Regions from separate parts of the Mus musculus genome. Here regions 1, 2, 4 and 5 are each linked to region 3. The links are chromatin contacts, called in public Micro-C and promoter capture Hi-C maps. All regions are on one chromosome and are shown on one strand. Each heading gives the region's core, a stretch centred on a gene start, on an enhancer-like site or on the middle of the called end of the contact. The rest is flanking DNA. Distances are from core to core; before and after follow the strand shown.

Evidence for each region. Promoter capture Hi-C pulls out the DNA fragments that hold promoters and counts their contacts. Hi-C and Micro-C count contacts between places; a contact is called where the count stands out from the background.
Region 1: a contact with region 3 is called in a promoter capture Hi-C map of embryonic stem cells, with 2.9 times the contacts expected there. The contact joins the promoter of Mfsd6l here to the promoter of Usp43 in region 3. A contact is called at or near these places in 6 of 39 promoter capture datasets (the 3T3-L1 cell line, the C10 cell line, embryonic stem cells and 1 more), 2 of 115 datasets of contacts at active chromatin or transcription factors (both in embryonic stem cells) and 1 of 9 other capture datasets (pancreatic islet).
Region 2: a Micro-C map of embryonic stem cells shows a contact between it and region 3, with 3 times the contacts expected there. The contact joins the enhancer-like site here to the promoter of Usp43 in region 3. A contact is called at or near these places in 2 of 39 promoter capture datasets (the 3T3-L1 cell line and embryonic stem cells), 2 of 484 Hi-C or Micro-C datasets (both in embryonic stem cells) and 2 of 115 datasets of contacts at active chromatin or transcription factors (both in embryonic stem cells).
Region 4: a contact with region 3 is called in a Micro-C map of embryonic stem cells, with 7 times the contacts expected there. The contact joins the promoter of Myh10 here to the promoter of Usp43 in region 3. A contact is called at or near these places in 5 of 39 promoter capture datasets (the HPC-7 cell line, hippocampal neurons, liver and 2 more), 3 of 484 Hi-C or Micro-C datasets (all in embryonic stem cells), 5 of 115 datasets of contacts at active chromatin or transcription factors (embryonic stem cells, epiblast stem cells and stem cell-derived neural progenitor cells) and 1 of 9 other capture datasets (embryonic stem cells).
Region 5: a Micro-C map of embryonic stem cells shows a contact between it and region 3, with 3 times the contacts expected there. The contact joins the enhancer-like site here to the promoter of Usp43 in region 3. A contact is called at or near these places in 2 of 39 promoter capture datasets (the 3T3-L1 cell line and embryonic stem cells), 3 of 484 Hi-C or Micro-C datasets (all in embryonic stem cells) and 2 of 115 datasets of contacts at active chromatin or transcription factors (embryonic stem cells and neural tube).

The regions. Positions count from the first base shown.
Region 1 is chr11:68,554,719-68,557,582 of GRCm38.p6, reverse strand. It overlaps Mfsd6l (major facilitator superfamily domain containing 6-like), which reads right to left and starts at 1,397. Exons shown (of 1, transcript NM_146004.1): 1 at 1-1,397. The coding sequence starts at 1,258.
Region 2 is chr11:67,041,918-67,044,617 of GRCm38.p6, reverse strand. Adprm (ADP-ribose/CDP-alcohol diphosphatase, manganese dependent) reads left to right here. Exons shown (of 5, transcript NM_025510.3): 3 at 2,511-2,700. The coding sequence starts at 2,537. Among named protein-coding and RNA genes, the nearest start is that of Adprm, 9.4 kb to the left of the region's middle. Within about 2 kb of position 1,432, at least 31 of the 459 cell types and tissues checked have an H3K27ac peak or open chromatin away from gene starts, as enhancers often do. A contact at or near this core is called in embryonic stem cells, where this site is marked.
Region 3 is chr11:67,920,801-67,923,500 of GRCm38.p6, reverse strand. Usp43 (ubiquitin specific peptidase 43) reads left to right here and starts at 1,348. Exons shown (of 15, transcript NM_173754.4): 1 at 1,348-1,956. The coding sequence starts at 1,453.
Region 4 is chr11:68,690,577-68,693,328 of GRCm38.p6, reverse strand. It overlaps Myh10 (myosin, heavy polypeptide 10, non-muscle), which reads right to left and starts at 1,414. Exons shown (of 41, transcript NM_175260.2): 1 at 1,147-1,414.
Region 5 is chr11:67,016,553-67,019,406 of GRCm38.p6, reverse strand. No RefSeq gene overlaps it. Among named protein-coding and RNA genes, the nearest start is that of Tmem220, 7.2 kb to the left of the region's middle. Within about 2 kb of position 1,371, at least 76 of the 459 cell types and tissues checked have an H3K27ac peak or open chromatin away from gene starts, as enhancers often do. A contact at or near this core is called in embryonic stem cells, where this site is marked.

The DNA of each region.
Region 1 (2,864 bases), core at 148-2,647, 630 kb before region 3:
AAGTTCTGAACGGGTGAAACAGAATTTCTCCTAGCAAGCTGAGAGCCACTGAGAAACCCATCACCAGCTCACTGCTGCCGTGGTCCTTCATGTGCCAGAACAGAAAGTCCTGCACAGTGCTGGCAGTGGCTCCTATCCAAAAGACAGTGAAGGCCAGGAGGATGAGGCGGGAGTCACCCCTTATGAGGGACAGAGCTTTGATGGCTTTGTAGCTGGGCCCCTGTTGCTGGTCTATGGGAACAGGAAAGGCAGTGCTCACTGCTAAGGCCAGGGTACTGACCAGCGAGTAGCTGTAGAAATAAATCACGCCCTGAGGACCATTGGCCACGAGGAGGCATTCCAGATGCCCCACCAAGGCTGCGATGCCACACACACCTGCTGATACACCTAACAGTTTCCACACCCACAGGTCTCTGTTCCGATCAGTGGCGTCTACGAAATCCAGGTATTCATAAAGACTGTCATCCGCCACCTGCTCCAGAGGGGCTGCCAGGAGTTCCCAGAATACAACAACTCCCAAGGAGAGGATGAAAGTCCACGGTGACCCTTTCGAGGAGTGATCAGGGGTCTGGGTGTCCCCCTGGGGCTTTGACAAGTTGACGGGACCTCCAAGAGCTGTACTTCCAGGAAGTAGATTCAGGGTAACATTGCCTACCTCAAAAGTCCCTTTCTGGGAATTATCTCTCAACCCAGAAGTGACAAGATGGAGGCCTTGTGTAGTGGTCCTGGCTCCTTCAACAGAGCCCACTAAATAGGTCTGCAGACCGCTAAATGTTCCTTCAGATCCATTTGGAAAGCCAGAAGTGTCCAGGGCTCTGGTGTGCCTGCTGCCTGGGAGGTTGGGTGCTCCAGACCCCTGGGTAGGGGTCATGATCACAGTTTGTGTGACCCCCAGCGGTAAGATAGTGGTGGCCACTCTACTGCTTCCATTACAAAAGTGGTTGACCAGATTTCTGTCCACCGGTGGGACGAGGACCATCAGGAGGCTGGCGCCTGCGGAGCTCAGCAATGAGCCAGTCAAAAACATTCTCCTTTTCTGGTAGCGTTTGGCCAGGAAGGCACAGAAGGGAATCCAGCAGGTAGCGATCAGGTGCTTGGTTCCCATGAGGATGCCCACCAAGGGCGCGGCCACACCCAGTTGCCTCAGGTAGAGGGTCAGGAACGGAGTCACACAGGCATCCCGGACTCCGCACACCAAGTGGAAGAGCCTGGCCACCCGTAGTGCCCTGGGGACGTCCCATTGCGGGTTGGGGCTCATGGTTACGGGATTCTGCCAGACCCGGAAGGACACAGGACTAAGTTAGATGCGGGGCGCGCGGCGCTCCATATCCTGGGAAGGGAGAATCGCTGGCTCAGGGTTCCGAGCAAGCCAAACTGCGTCACCTCCAGTCACCTAGCCAACGGCTATTTGCCCCCATGTCCGGCCACCCTCCCGGAAGTGGCCCCGCCCCAAGAGAGAGACGCGGCGGGGGCGGAGCCCACGCACCTGTTGACTGTACCTGCTGCACCTGTTGTACCTGCGCCTCACCTGCGCCACCTAATGGATGACGGACGCCCTGTGGTTTGCTGGGCGCGTTCTGACCACAGGTGCTGCTGGGCGCCTGGACTGCCTCAGGCCTGAGAAACTGACAGGGTCAGGATGGGGATGTGTCCGGGAAGAGAAGAATGAAGTGAACATCTGCACATCTCTGGTCCTCACACATCCCTCGTCCTCAGGTCTGTATTCATAGGCCCACTGGTCAGTGGCGATCTACAGAGTTGGTCCTGTTGATTGTAAGTGAAATCCCAATTCTGTCTGGCCATCACCAGAGGACTCAGACTTCCCCTCCTTGGCTTGCACTTTTGTCAATAATCTCTCTGTTCACCCAGAAAGGCATTTATATATATATATATTCAATCCTGGTAGCACCTCACAGTCCCAGGCAGTATGTACACAATGTACACACTCAATAGAATGCTGTTGCCTGCCCTGTTTAGGAATGCACTCCAGAGATTCTTAGCTGGCTTTGAACCTCAGTAGAGGAACCTCAGTAGAGGAACCTCAGTAGAGGAAGTGAATACAGATACTTAAAAATTGCAGGTCAAAAGAAATAGTTTATTAGCCAAGTAAAGGTTTCCACACATGAATTCAGTGGCATCCAGGTCATGAGAAATGGCTCCAGATTTTTTTCTCTCCCCAGAGGCATTTCCTCTCTCAACTGAACTAAGATTCGAGCCCTTGAAATCATGGGGGGGGGGGGGGGGAGGAGGTGTACCATAGGCTTTCCTCCAGAATGGCCAACTATCCAGCTACAGATGCGGGAATTATTTGTTCTCAGACCTAGGGTCTCCATCTCTACCACTGAGCTGTATCCCAGCTCTGATTTGGTCCATTCATTTTTCATTCAAGGCTTGCTCAATGCACCTAATTTGGCCGTGGATTGGAGAGTGGGGGGTGTTTGCCAGCCAATATGTATGTGTAGCTAAATTTGAAATGGTAATTTCTCAGGAGACGGGTAGACAGCTAAGGTCCTCCGCACTTTCTCTTACCATATGGCTGACAGACTCTCACTGATACTTAGAACCTAAGGATTAAAACGTTATTAAATTAAAATTTAAAAACTAAGAGTTGCTAGCTGGGTATGGTGACGCATGCCTGAGTCTAACACTTGAGGGATGGAGGCAGGGGGATCAGGAGTTCATCATCAGCCTCAGCTAGCTTTTTTGAGGTGAGACCTTGTTTACAAAACTGAGCAAAAAGAAAACAAACATGCAAGTGATTAATGGGTGTGGAGGCTTAATCCCACATCTGGAGGTAGAAGCAGGAGAATCAGGAGTTCAAGACCAGCCTTTGTTATATGAGATCTTGTCTCAAAGATATCAAC
Region 2 (2,700 bases), core at 183-2,682, 880 kb after region 3:
TAGACACAGTGTCTGGTAGGGTTTTCAAGTGGAGACTGGAAGAAGAGAACAAATTTAAACACTTTTTAAAAACGTTAAGGAAAATAATTATGTACAGGATACATGTGTGACACAGTGCATATGTGGAGATCAGAGGACCGTTTGAGGGCTGGAGTTTACTGTTCCCACCATGTGGGTCTTAGAAATTGAACTCGGTTCATCAGGTTTGGCAGGCAGCAACCTGTACCCAGTGACCCATCCAGTGACAGCAGTGTCAGAGTGAGGAGAGCCCCCATTCTCATGTCTAGCTGGAGCCTGGCCCCTGTGCGGAATATGGAGTTGGAGCCTTTCTGTTAGGAGTAGCTTAGAAGCTTAGACTGCGATTTCATGTTTCTTTAGAGATTTAAAGTAGGAACTTGGTTAGGCAGAGCAGGTGGTTAGTGACCAGGAGTCGGAAGGATTTTAGAAAGTCAGGAATTTTTAGCAACAGCTAGATTTTGGTCAATTCAGATAGAACTACAGAGGTTTTTTTGTTTTTTGTTTTTGGTTGTTTGGTTGTTTGGTTGGTTTGGTTTGTTTTTTTTTTTTTTTCATAATAAGAATAGTTTGTAATTTAGCACCTTGGCCTTTTATGTTTGTCATAATCCTTAGTATTCTTGGTTCTTTTAGCATTACAAATTCTGTTTATAAATAACCTAATGAGATACTTTCTAGAGTTTAAGTGGAGATTACGTGTGGGATGAAAAGATTGTGTTTTCTGTTCTGGCTCAGAATCTGGGGCCTGGTTCTAAGATTAGGAGAACCGGTTCAAATTAGAATTCACCTGCTCATAGAAAGGACAGTGGGTGCAGTGATGTCATAGCATTTGTAGTTTTCATTTATATATTTCTGTGTGAGTACACACCCATCTGTTTGAGAGCCCTAGGAAGCACAAAGGGGATATCAGGTCCCTGTGTTTGTAGATGCAATTACAGGTGGTTGTGAGCTTTCTGACCTGGGTACTGGGAATTCAGGCACCCTAGAGGAAGCTCTTTCGACCTCTGGGCATCTCTTCAGCCCATATACTGGGCTTTTTTGAATTTTTGAATTATTCTTCTTTATATTAGTTACGTTTCTATTGTGATTTAAAAAAACAATGACCAAAAGTAACTGAAGGTAGAGTTTATTTTGCCGTAGAGTTCAGAGGGATAAGAATCTTTTATATCCAGGTGAGGTAACACATACTTTTGGGAAGCAGAGGCAGGTGGATCTCTGTGAGTTCTAGGCTAACCTGATCTACACTGGGAGTACTAGGATAGCCAGGGCTACATAGAGAGACCCTGTCTCCAACAGTAGCCCCCCACCCCCGCTCTGTGAGTCTGCTGTATCAGGCAGGCATGATGGCACCACAGGGAGCCGAGGGAGGGCGTGGTCAACGGCAGGATGAAGCAGAGGGTGGACTGGAAGTAGCTCGGGGGCGGGGCTTTAAACAATGAAAGCCTGCCCTCAGTGGCTCACTTAATCCAACAAGGCTGCACCTACCCATAAATGCCACCGACTGGGGCGGGACACCAAACTCCCAAGCCTCTGGGGACTTTTGTCATTAAACTACCTTCTTTTCAGATCATTGCTGTCTTCCCTCAGATACTAAAGGGAAAGACTTCTTTCTGCAGGCTGCTCATCAGCAAAGAAAAAAGCCTTGGCCTGCCGGAGCATCCCAGAGTGGGCTCTGCTGTGGGAAGTAGGTGGCTGAGTGAGTGTGACGGTGCTGTGGGATGGGTGCGGTTTTATGTAAATGAAATACTTGTTTCAAGCTAGCCCGTGTAGAAGACATAAAAACCTGTTATTTTATTTCCCAGCTGTAAGCCTAGACTGGGCAGGCTCTGAGTATTCTCACCTTTATCCAAACCATAGGCCCCGTGCTACTTACCGTTCAGTCTCACTGGGCTGGCTCTGTTCCATGTGTGTCCTCAGGACAAGCTGCTTTTGGCCTCATGGTGACCTCCTTCCTCCATCAGTTCTCTCCTTCCTACTCCCCCCAGCCCCCATGGTCTCTCCTGAGACCCCTCACTCAATTCTCAGGTCCCACATTTCTCTCTCTACTACCCAGTCTCAGGCTCAAGCCTTTTATTAACCAATAGCTTTAAAGCGGGGAGCAAGGTTTACACAGCAAGGGCTGGTGTATGTGAGGATGCACTTGTCTGGGTGGCAGCCAGCTCTTGAATTTAGCATTTGTATACATAGCAACTGACAAATCCCCAATGTTTAAAATGGGTGCAAAGTAAGAAATGTTTCCAGATTTGAATTTGGCCATTGTGGTTGGAATTCCTGATGTTCAGTTTGGTAGTGCCCTCTTGTAAATGGTTAGTCTTCTGAGTGAGAGAGGTTATCATCTTTACGGATGAGAACTGAAACATTTCAGAGCTAAGACCTCAGTGCCTTCACACTTGTCTGTCTGTCTTGCTGTCTAGTGGATTAACCTTTTTGTCATTTTCTTCTGTCCACTGGAAGGCTGTAGTATTTTAACGTGGGTCTCTTTTCCCTCTCCTTAGCTTATTTAGAAGTCTGCTTGGAGGTTATGGCTGATAAGCTGGTGCCCAGTTCCCCGGCTGATGCTTCAGAGCCACTGTTTTCCTTCGGAGTTATAGCAGATATTCAATACGCAGATTTAGAAGATGGATACAATTATCAAAGAAGCCGGCGGAGGTACTACCGACACAGTCTTATTCACTTACAGGGTGC
Region 3 (2,700 bases), core at 99-2,598:
AAACTGTTACCAAATGAAAACTCCCTGCTGGGGATCTTGACATGATCTCAAAGGTGAAATACCGGAGATGATTTATCAGAGTCTGCTATGACCACGGCACCTTCAGTACATCCGGGTCATGAAATGAACCTTATAAATTTATCAACTAGGTGGATGTCTTTCCCAGGAAGGTAAATGGTGGCTTTTTACACTTCAAGTCTCCACATTACAGTTTCTTCTTTATCCTTAACTTATGCAACTTTTTGGCACCAGGTAACTGCTGCAATTCTATGTGAAGATCGAGGAGGGATACTTAATAAATGATGAGCACTTATTATTAAATAGCAAGTCACATTTTTGGGTTCTGATGTAAGTCTGACTCCAGAAAGCTGCTGATCTCTTTTTGAGCTACAAACTGATGAGAAATTCATTTTGCAAGACCTTGCCTGATTAATTATAAACCTGACAGTTAAGGCATAAAAGGAGCAGAGGCCTCCAGGGTTACCCAGGGAATTAAGGGCGGGGCGAGGCCAAACTAATTCTGATTGGGTAAGGATACAGCCAGGCTTTAGCGTGGAGGAGCGAAGCAGCAACCGAGTAGGGGGCGCGCCTGAGAACCGGAAAACTTCCTGCCAAGCAAATACTGGGGTTGTAAAGAGCCTGAACTCTGCAGTGCACCCAGGGAGGGTCGAATTCCGGTTCCTCTCTTTTCACAGCCTCAACCTCGCTGAGCTCCCTTCACCAATGAAAACCAGGACGTTCAAGTCTCCCAAGTTTAAGGAAAATGAATGTAACCTATTGTGTTATTTAAAAAAACAAAACAAAACAGCAAGAAAAAGAAAACAAACTCCCAACCCACTAGCATTCCCACTCCCAGTTCAGGTCCTGGGGTGACCGGTGTAGGCAAAGGCTGCAAAGGAGGTGGCGCCACCTGACCGCATGCACCTGAGCCTGGGCTCCCCACCTGCACAGCTGCCAGCGCGCGCCTCTCGGGACACCTGGGCACGAACAGGGGCACCGCTCGCCGGTCAATTTTCTTAGTCTTCATCTGGCTTCCACGACCAGAAACTTAGCCAGAGCCAGGGCTTTGCTTCGCTGGGCGCTTCAGAAGGTTCCATCCCCGGGTTAGCTACGCTGTTTAGGGATGGGCGGGGAAGGCGAGCCGAGGTGAAAGGCCTGTTCCAAGGCGGGAAGGAAGGGCGGGGAAGTCCACTAGGCGGGCTCAGAGGGAGTGCATTCCCAGCTCCAGCCGCGGGGGCGGGAGCCCGGCGGCGGGCGCTGCCCTAGGGCCGGATTCCCGCGTGGGGCGTGGCGTGGCGGCCCCGCCCCTGGCTCCGCCCTCGCCCGGTGTCCGCACACCTGGCTCTCAGGTAGCCGGCGCCCGGCGCCTCCGGGAGGCGGTGAGGACCGGGAAGCTGCCGGCCCGCCTGGGGTCTCGGGGGCTGCGCTCCCGGACCACCGTGCGTGGCCAGCATGGATCCGGGCGTGGGGAACGCACTGGGAGAGGGGCCGCCCGCGCCCCGGCCCCGCCGCCGCCGTTCCCTTCGCCGCCTGCTTAACCGCTTCCTGCTAGCTCTGGGCAGCCGCTCCCGCTCGGGGGACTCGCCGCCCCGGCCCCCGGCCCAGCCCAGTCCCTACGATGGCGATGGAGAAGGGGGCTTTGCCTGCGCCCCGGGCCCGGCACCAGCCTCTGCCGGGAGTCCAGGGCCAGATCGTCCTCCGGGATCCCAACCCCAGATATCTTCGGGTGACGGGGCGCGTCCGCCCGGCGCTCAGGGCTTGAAGAACCATGGCAACACCTGTTTCATGAACGCGGTGGTGCAGTGTCTCAGCAACACCGACCTGCTGGCCGAGTTCCTAGCGCTGGGGCGCTACCGGGCGGCGCCGGGCCGCGCCGAGGTCACCGAGCAGCTGGCGGCGCTGGTGCGCGCGCTCTGGACGCGCGAATACACGCCCCAACTTTCCGCAGAGTTCAAGGTAGGCAGCGCCAGCCGCCCGCAGACTCCTCCGACCCTTCTGGTTTCGGCTCTTGAAAAGCGTGTGAACCATCAGCCAAGCCTGGTTCTTGGGCGGGGAGTAGGGGGTAGGTCTTCGGTAGACACTACTTAACCAGCCCAGCCTTGGGTTACCGCCTTTGTTTCGAGGTGACATGTTACATTATCATTTGCAAATGCTTTCTTTAGAAATTAGTTTCTTCCTGGTATTTTGGGCTGGGGTGGAGAAAGCTGGCAGCCTTAAGTGTGTCCAGCAGTTTTGTGGTTAAAAGCAGTTGTTGGAGTGGGACTTGCCGGCCAGGGTGAGTTAGAGCTTAGGATCTAGAAGGATGCAGCATGGGAAGCAGGTCCTTGAAGGCCAAGCTTTGGGAAGGAGGAGATAGAAGCGTGAGGAACAGAAAGCCGAGAAGGAACGGATCTAGGAATAATCCAGGTAGAGTGATCAATAAGTAGAAAGGGCAGAGGCCTGAAAGTGAAGCGTTTTGAAGGCAGGTGAAGGTCTTCAGATCGTGTATGACCTTGGACGCAGTGGCTTTGGATTATTTAAGTCCAGTGGGTGCTGAGAACCCGTGGGTCAGGTATTCTCAAAAGTAGGGAGAGGGAGTCGTTAAGAGTGCTATAGTAGAATGGTATCCTTTAATTTAATTCATACTAAGTCCTGACAGTATGTGAGCAGGAAGTGGCATTTGTTATCTGTAAGATTACAGTCCCCTTGCTGGGAATGCTT
Region 4 (2,752 bases), core at 165-2,664, 770 kb before region 3:
AACAAGAGATAACGGTCGTAGGCAGAGACCCCGTTACCCAAACCTCACCAGTTCAGGTCAGACGCACCGACTGGCCACCTCCTAAGGCCCCAGTTCCCAGAGAGGCCTGACTGGGGGCCTCTCGGGTCCCTGGGCCGCATCCGCCCACCAAAGGCCCACAAAGCCCCGCCAACGCCAAGGACTCCACAGCTTCAACTTCCCTCCGACCCAAATCCACTTCGATTTTATAGGATCAGAGTATGACACCCTAACTACAGAAGGCTAGGGAGAGATTCTGCGGCGAGCCATTACCAGATCACTTACACAATAAAGCGATCCAGAGGCGACGGCTGACCCTCCCCCCGGCCGCTCCGCTACAACGCGCCCGGGCCACATTTCCCGCCTCGTTCTCCCCAACGGCCCAGGCCTCGCCCGGTGTCCACCTCCCGGTCCACCACGGTCCCCAGCGAGCGTGGCATGAGGTCTAGCTCCAGCCCTCCTTCCCGAGACCAGCTCTGGAGCCTCTCATCCGTCGCATGCTCCCAAGACCATGCAGTTTCAGGCCACTGGTCCCTAAACCGCACAGATCCAGGGTCCGCCTTCTGAGTCTTCGGAGAACCTTTCAGTCGCACCCGGGGAAATCTAACTCCACCTAACCCACGGTGCAACCCACCCAGGGTCCCCTTTCCTTCCTGGGCCCCCAGCACCAAGATCACATCCCAGGACTCAGTCCTCTCCTAAAAGGAGATAGACACGCCGGGCGCCTCCGGCCTCTTATTAGGGCACTCACCTCCCAACCCCACGCTTCCAGGGATCCAATGCAACCAGGAGTTGGTCCCTACATCCCCATCCCCAGATCTCCATTCTCATCCCTTTCAAGAGTCGTCCTCACGTATGACCTGGCCCTGATCCATGAAGAGGTCTCATTCTCAAGGACCCCATTTCCCACCCCTCCAGGGGTCTCTTCATCTCCATACACTGGGGTCTCGTCATCTCCACAAGCTCCGCTCTCCACTGCCCAGTCTCCCTTTCCCAGCTCCCGCCTGGGCTCCGTCTCTGTGCTCCAGGCTCGCCCAGTTCCCCAGCCCCGGTTCCTCCCCTCCTGTTCCCTCAACCGTCCCCACTCCCGGAACGCCGCACTCGGACCCGGGCAACTGCTCGTCTCACCTTCAGCCGAAGATGGTGGCGCCGGCACACGTCCCCAGCAGCGACCACAGATCCAGCGTCTCAATTCCAAACCCACCGCTGCCTCCGCCGGGCTCCTTTAGCACTGCTGCTCGCGCCTGCCCCACCCACTCCCACCCTCATTGGGCCATCTCCACGCCCATCACTGCCGCCCCCAGACCCACTGGTCGGTTTGCGCGCCCATCTCCCAGGAAAGACGTTAGCAACCCGAACGAAGCTACCTTCCCAAGTCCCGCTCCCTCCACCCACCTGGAATGATGCTCATTGGCTCCCGCTCCCGACCTAGACCCACAGACTCCCAATCTCATAGGCTGCTACTCACGCCTGTCAGAGACTCCGGGAGGTGCGGCCGGGGCAGTGGCGGGTGATTGGCTGACTCTGGAGGGAGATGGACAGCTGAAACTAGGAGCCTGGCGATCCCGCGAGGCAGAGATCGCCGATCTTGTTGGGGTGTGCGCGCTGCGCTAGTCAGGGCTGGGTGGACAGTGGGGCAGGTGTACCGCAGCACAAGTCACCAGCTCCCACTGGTCACGTCTCTCTATTGCGTCGGGCCGCCGCTGCAACCCACTCGAGCGTTCTGCGGCCCGTAGGCTTGCCGCAGCCACTGGGTCCCTCAGCGGGACCGGCTTTCGCCGAGGAATCGCCAGCTCCCGGAGCTGCCTGCAGGGGCGGGGCCGGAGCGCGGTCCTGAGGCCTGACGTCACCCTGGAGCTTCAGTGGGTGGGAGCCGCTGCTTGCGGCTCACCTGCAGTGGGGGAGGGGAGCCTCTCGGGCTGGGCGCTAAAGCTCTGTCCTGACCGGGCTGCAACCCTGTGGCGGCCGGAGTCCCCCCTTACTGATGCTTCCTTCCTCTCGTGACCCGCCGCAGTTGGATGTTTGCTTGCTCTGCCTCTTAGGCAGGGCTGAGATTCCAAAAATACGAGAAGCAAACGGGCCTGGCAGAGAAGACCAGAGAGCGACTTCATTTGTTCACTCACTCATTCATTCCAGCTCTCTATGGAAGAGGAACTGGGTAGGGCTTGCAGGATTCCTGTGCTGTTGTCATAGCCCCTAGGGCTAAAGAACCAGTGGTTCAAGTGCCTTAGAAAGGTTCATGGACCTCAGGTGGGAGTGGGCTTCCAAAATAAGGAAACTGGAAAATTGAAGTTAAAAAAAAAATGTAATGAAATGTCTGCAGAATCTAGTCAACTCTTAATTATACATGTATAAATATAATAAAGTAAAAAAATCACAAGAGCCAAATGGATTATTGTTCTTATAAAAAGATAAATATAAAATACTTTATTTTAAAACTGCCTCAGGATTTTATGTATTTAGTATTGTATATATGTGTGTGTTTTAATGGATACTTTGTAAATGCCTGAGAAACTTCTAGACTGATTTTTTTTTTTAAAGTGAGAAAAAAAATGAAAACAAGGCAGGAAGTGATAAGAAAGGGTTGGTGGAATTCAGAGAAATCTCCAAGGCAGCTGAATGCAGAGCCCTTCCGGGGGAAGTGAGAATTCTTTGTCCTTTGTCCAGGTGCATCTGGTCTCCAACCCCACATGCCCACTAGGGTGGCTGCCCCCTTCCAGGTGTCTTGTGACTT
Region 5 (2,854 bases), core at 122-2,621, 900 kb after region 3:
CTATCGTTCAGCAGGTTAACTGTAGAAACTTATCAATGTCTTCCCTCCTGTCCCTTCCCTGGGAAGCAACCTGTGACTCTCACAGACCTTTCTGCACAGCATCGTCCCTTCTTACTGCTACTCCTTGAAAAGGAGGCTGCCCCTGCGCTCTCCCAGGCCTCCTGGCTGGTTTCCCCAGCATCTGTCTTATTGTGGACTGAGCTGAGCTACCCTCCTTGTCCTTATGCTGACTATATGGAGAAAGGGCTTTTATGGAGATAGTTAAGTGACGTCACTAGGGTGGGATCCTCACCTGATAGGACTGGCATTCTTTATTTTTTTATTATTGGATATTTTATGTATTTATATTTCAAATGCTATCCCCTTTCCCAGTTCCCCTCAGGAAACCCCCTCCCCTTCCCCTCCCCCTGCTTCTGTGAGGGTGCTTGCCCACCCATCCACCTATTCCCACCTTACCACTCTGGCATTCCCTTACACTGGGGCATCAAACCATTCACAGTACCAAGGGCCTCTCCATCCACTGATGCCAGACAATGCCATCCTCTGCAGCTGGAGCCATGGGTCCCCTTCATGTGAATTCTTTGGTTGGTGATTTAGTCCCTGGGAGCTCTGAGGGGGGGGGGGGCGGTCTGGTTAGTGGATATTGTTGTTCTTCCTATGGGGTTGCAAACCCCTTCATCTCCTTCAAGGACTGGTGTTCTTATAGGAAGAGGATTCAATATACATCTCTAAACATCCTTCTCCCCTTCTGGGAGAGCCCAGGGGAAGCCACGGGAGGAGCTGTGAGCAGGAGGCCAGGAAAGAAGCAACCCTGATGGCATTGTGAACTCACAGCACGGCACTAACCTGTTGTTTAAACTGCCCACCCCTCGCAGTGCTGTACCTGTGAGGGTAGCCAAGCCAAGATCTAGGTTCTGAGCTTGCTCCCACTCACTTTGCAACTGGTGACCTCTGCAAGACACAACTCTCAAACTTCTACCTAAAACCATCCCTCCCTCCTTCCCTGTCTCCATCCTGTGCTATGCCCCTCCTCCACTCCTGCCTCGCCCTCCCACCTCCCCGCCCCCTTCTTCAGATTGATGCAGGGCACTGCTCTCCGGAGCACCAGAAACTTAAAGATTGTACAGACCAGACAACCTCACCTAATCTTCAAATAGGAACTCCAGGGTCAAAGACCAATAGTTTGAACAGTCAGTAAAATCCGACAAAGCTGGGTCCAGCAGTCTGAACTTCCTCCCCGTAGGGCTTCCTTCCCCACATCTTCATATCAGTTATGTCCCCTGTAACCCTTTGGTTACACAGCCTTCTATTATGCAAATCTCGCTCCTGCAGATCTGGGTTCCACCCGCTCCTTCTCCTTCGCCTATTTTACTCTCCCTCCTGTTTGCACTCGGTCTCCTGGGGCAACCCTGCCACACCCTCCGCAGCTGCCTTTAGCTCTGGTAGTATGGTCACACTGGCAATTAAACAATGAGTTGCTTGGTGTCTGTGTGACTCACCAGACTACAAGCCCCATGAGGAGAATATCTGCATCTGTTTTCTTTCTTTCTTCCAGTTGCTTCCCCAGGCCCAGCACAGTTAGCACACAGCTGGGGCTAAGCCACTATGACAGGAAAGAGCCACAGACTTAAGGAACCGTCCAGATGAACACCTACCATCCGTTAGATCTTTTTACAGTGTATATGAGTTCAAAGGATTCTTGACACTCACCAAAACAGTTACCTAGAAAAAAAATACCTTTTTGTTTTATGACAAAGAACAGAAGGTTAGATATATGTCACCAGGACCAGAGCAAAATTCTGGAACAAACCAACAGACATCCTATTACAGACAGCAGTGACCCAGGCCTGCCTCATGCCCCACTTGCAGCTACTGAACAGCAAGCAGCCTTTAGATGTTTCATTCCCAGTTGGTGGATGTGCTAGCTTTAGTCATTAATATTTTTATTTGCATTTGTATGTGCATGTATGTGGGGGTGTGTGCATGCACACATGGAGGTCAGAGGATAAACTTGTGAGTGTCAGTTCTCTGTGTCTACCGTGTGGGTCCTAGGATTGAACTTGGGTCCTCAGACTTGGAGGCAAGTGTTTTCATCTGCTGATCCATCTTGCTGGCCTCCTGCTAGCTTTAGATGATGAAAGAATTCTTAACAGGATTATTTTTTCAATCCAGGTATCAGTCCTGATCATGTGCGTGTTTGGGAATGCCACAGCACGCCTGTCAGAGGTCATAGGACACTTCTCAGGGGTTGGTTCTCTCCTTCCATAGGGAGCTCTGAGGAGCACCCTTGGGTGTCTGCTTTGTGCGGCAAGTGCTTGTTCCATCTGAGCTGTCTCTTAGACCCCCCACATCACCCCTAAGAGGAAACTTGCTAATGAATAATACTTTTCTTTATTAAATAATTGTTGCAGTCAAGAGGAGAACGGTCTTTCTGTGACTCAGTCACACAGTGGATCACTGATAGAAACATAAGGGAAGGAACGCCTCAGCATCCTGGATAGGCAGCCATGCTCAGAGAGAGGAGAGAAGGAAGGTTATTTATGAGAAAGTCGTCACCAGGTAAGGCCATTTCTGGTGAAGCACATCCCGTCGGCCATTCCCCTGGGATGGGTGGGGATGGACTAGGAGAGGTCAGGAGAGAGTGTGTGGCCAGTGACCACAGTGCTCTGTATCTTGAGGGAGAGGTTGTTATCCGTGTGCCTGTACTCGTCAACACTGTAGCGTTTGTACACGTCAGAGTTGCTAATGTCTCTGTTTGCAAACTGTGTCACCAAAAATAAACCCGTGAGCAAATACTGGATTGGGGCTGTGCTGAAGTGTTTTGGGTGATCTGTACAGTGGCTTAAACATATGA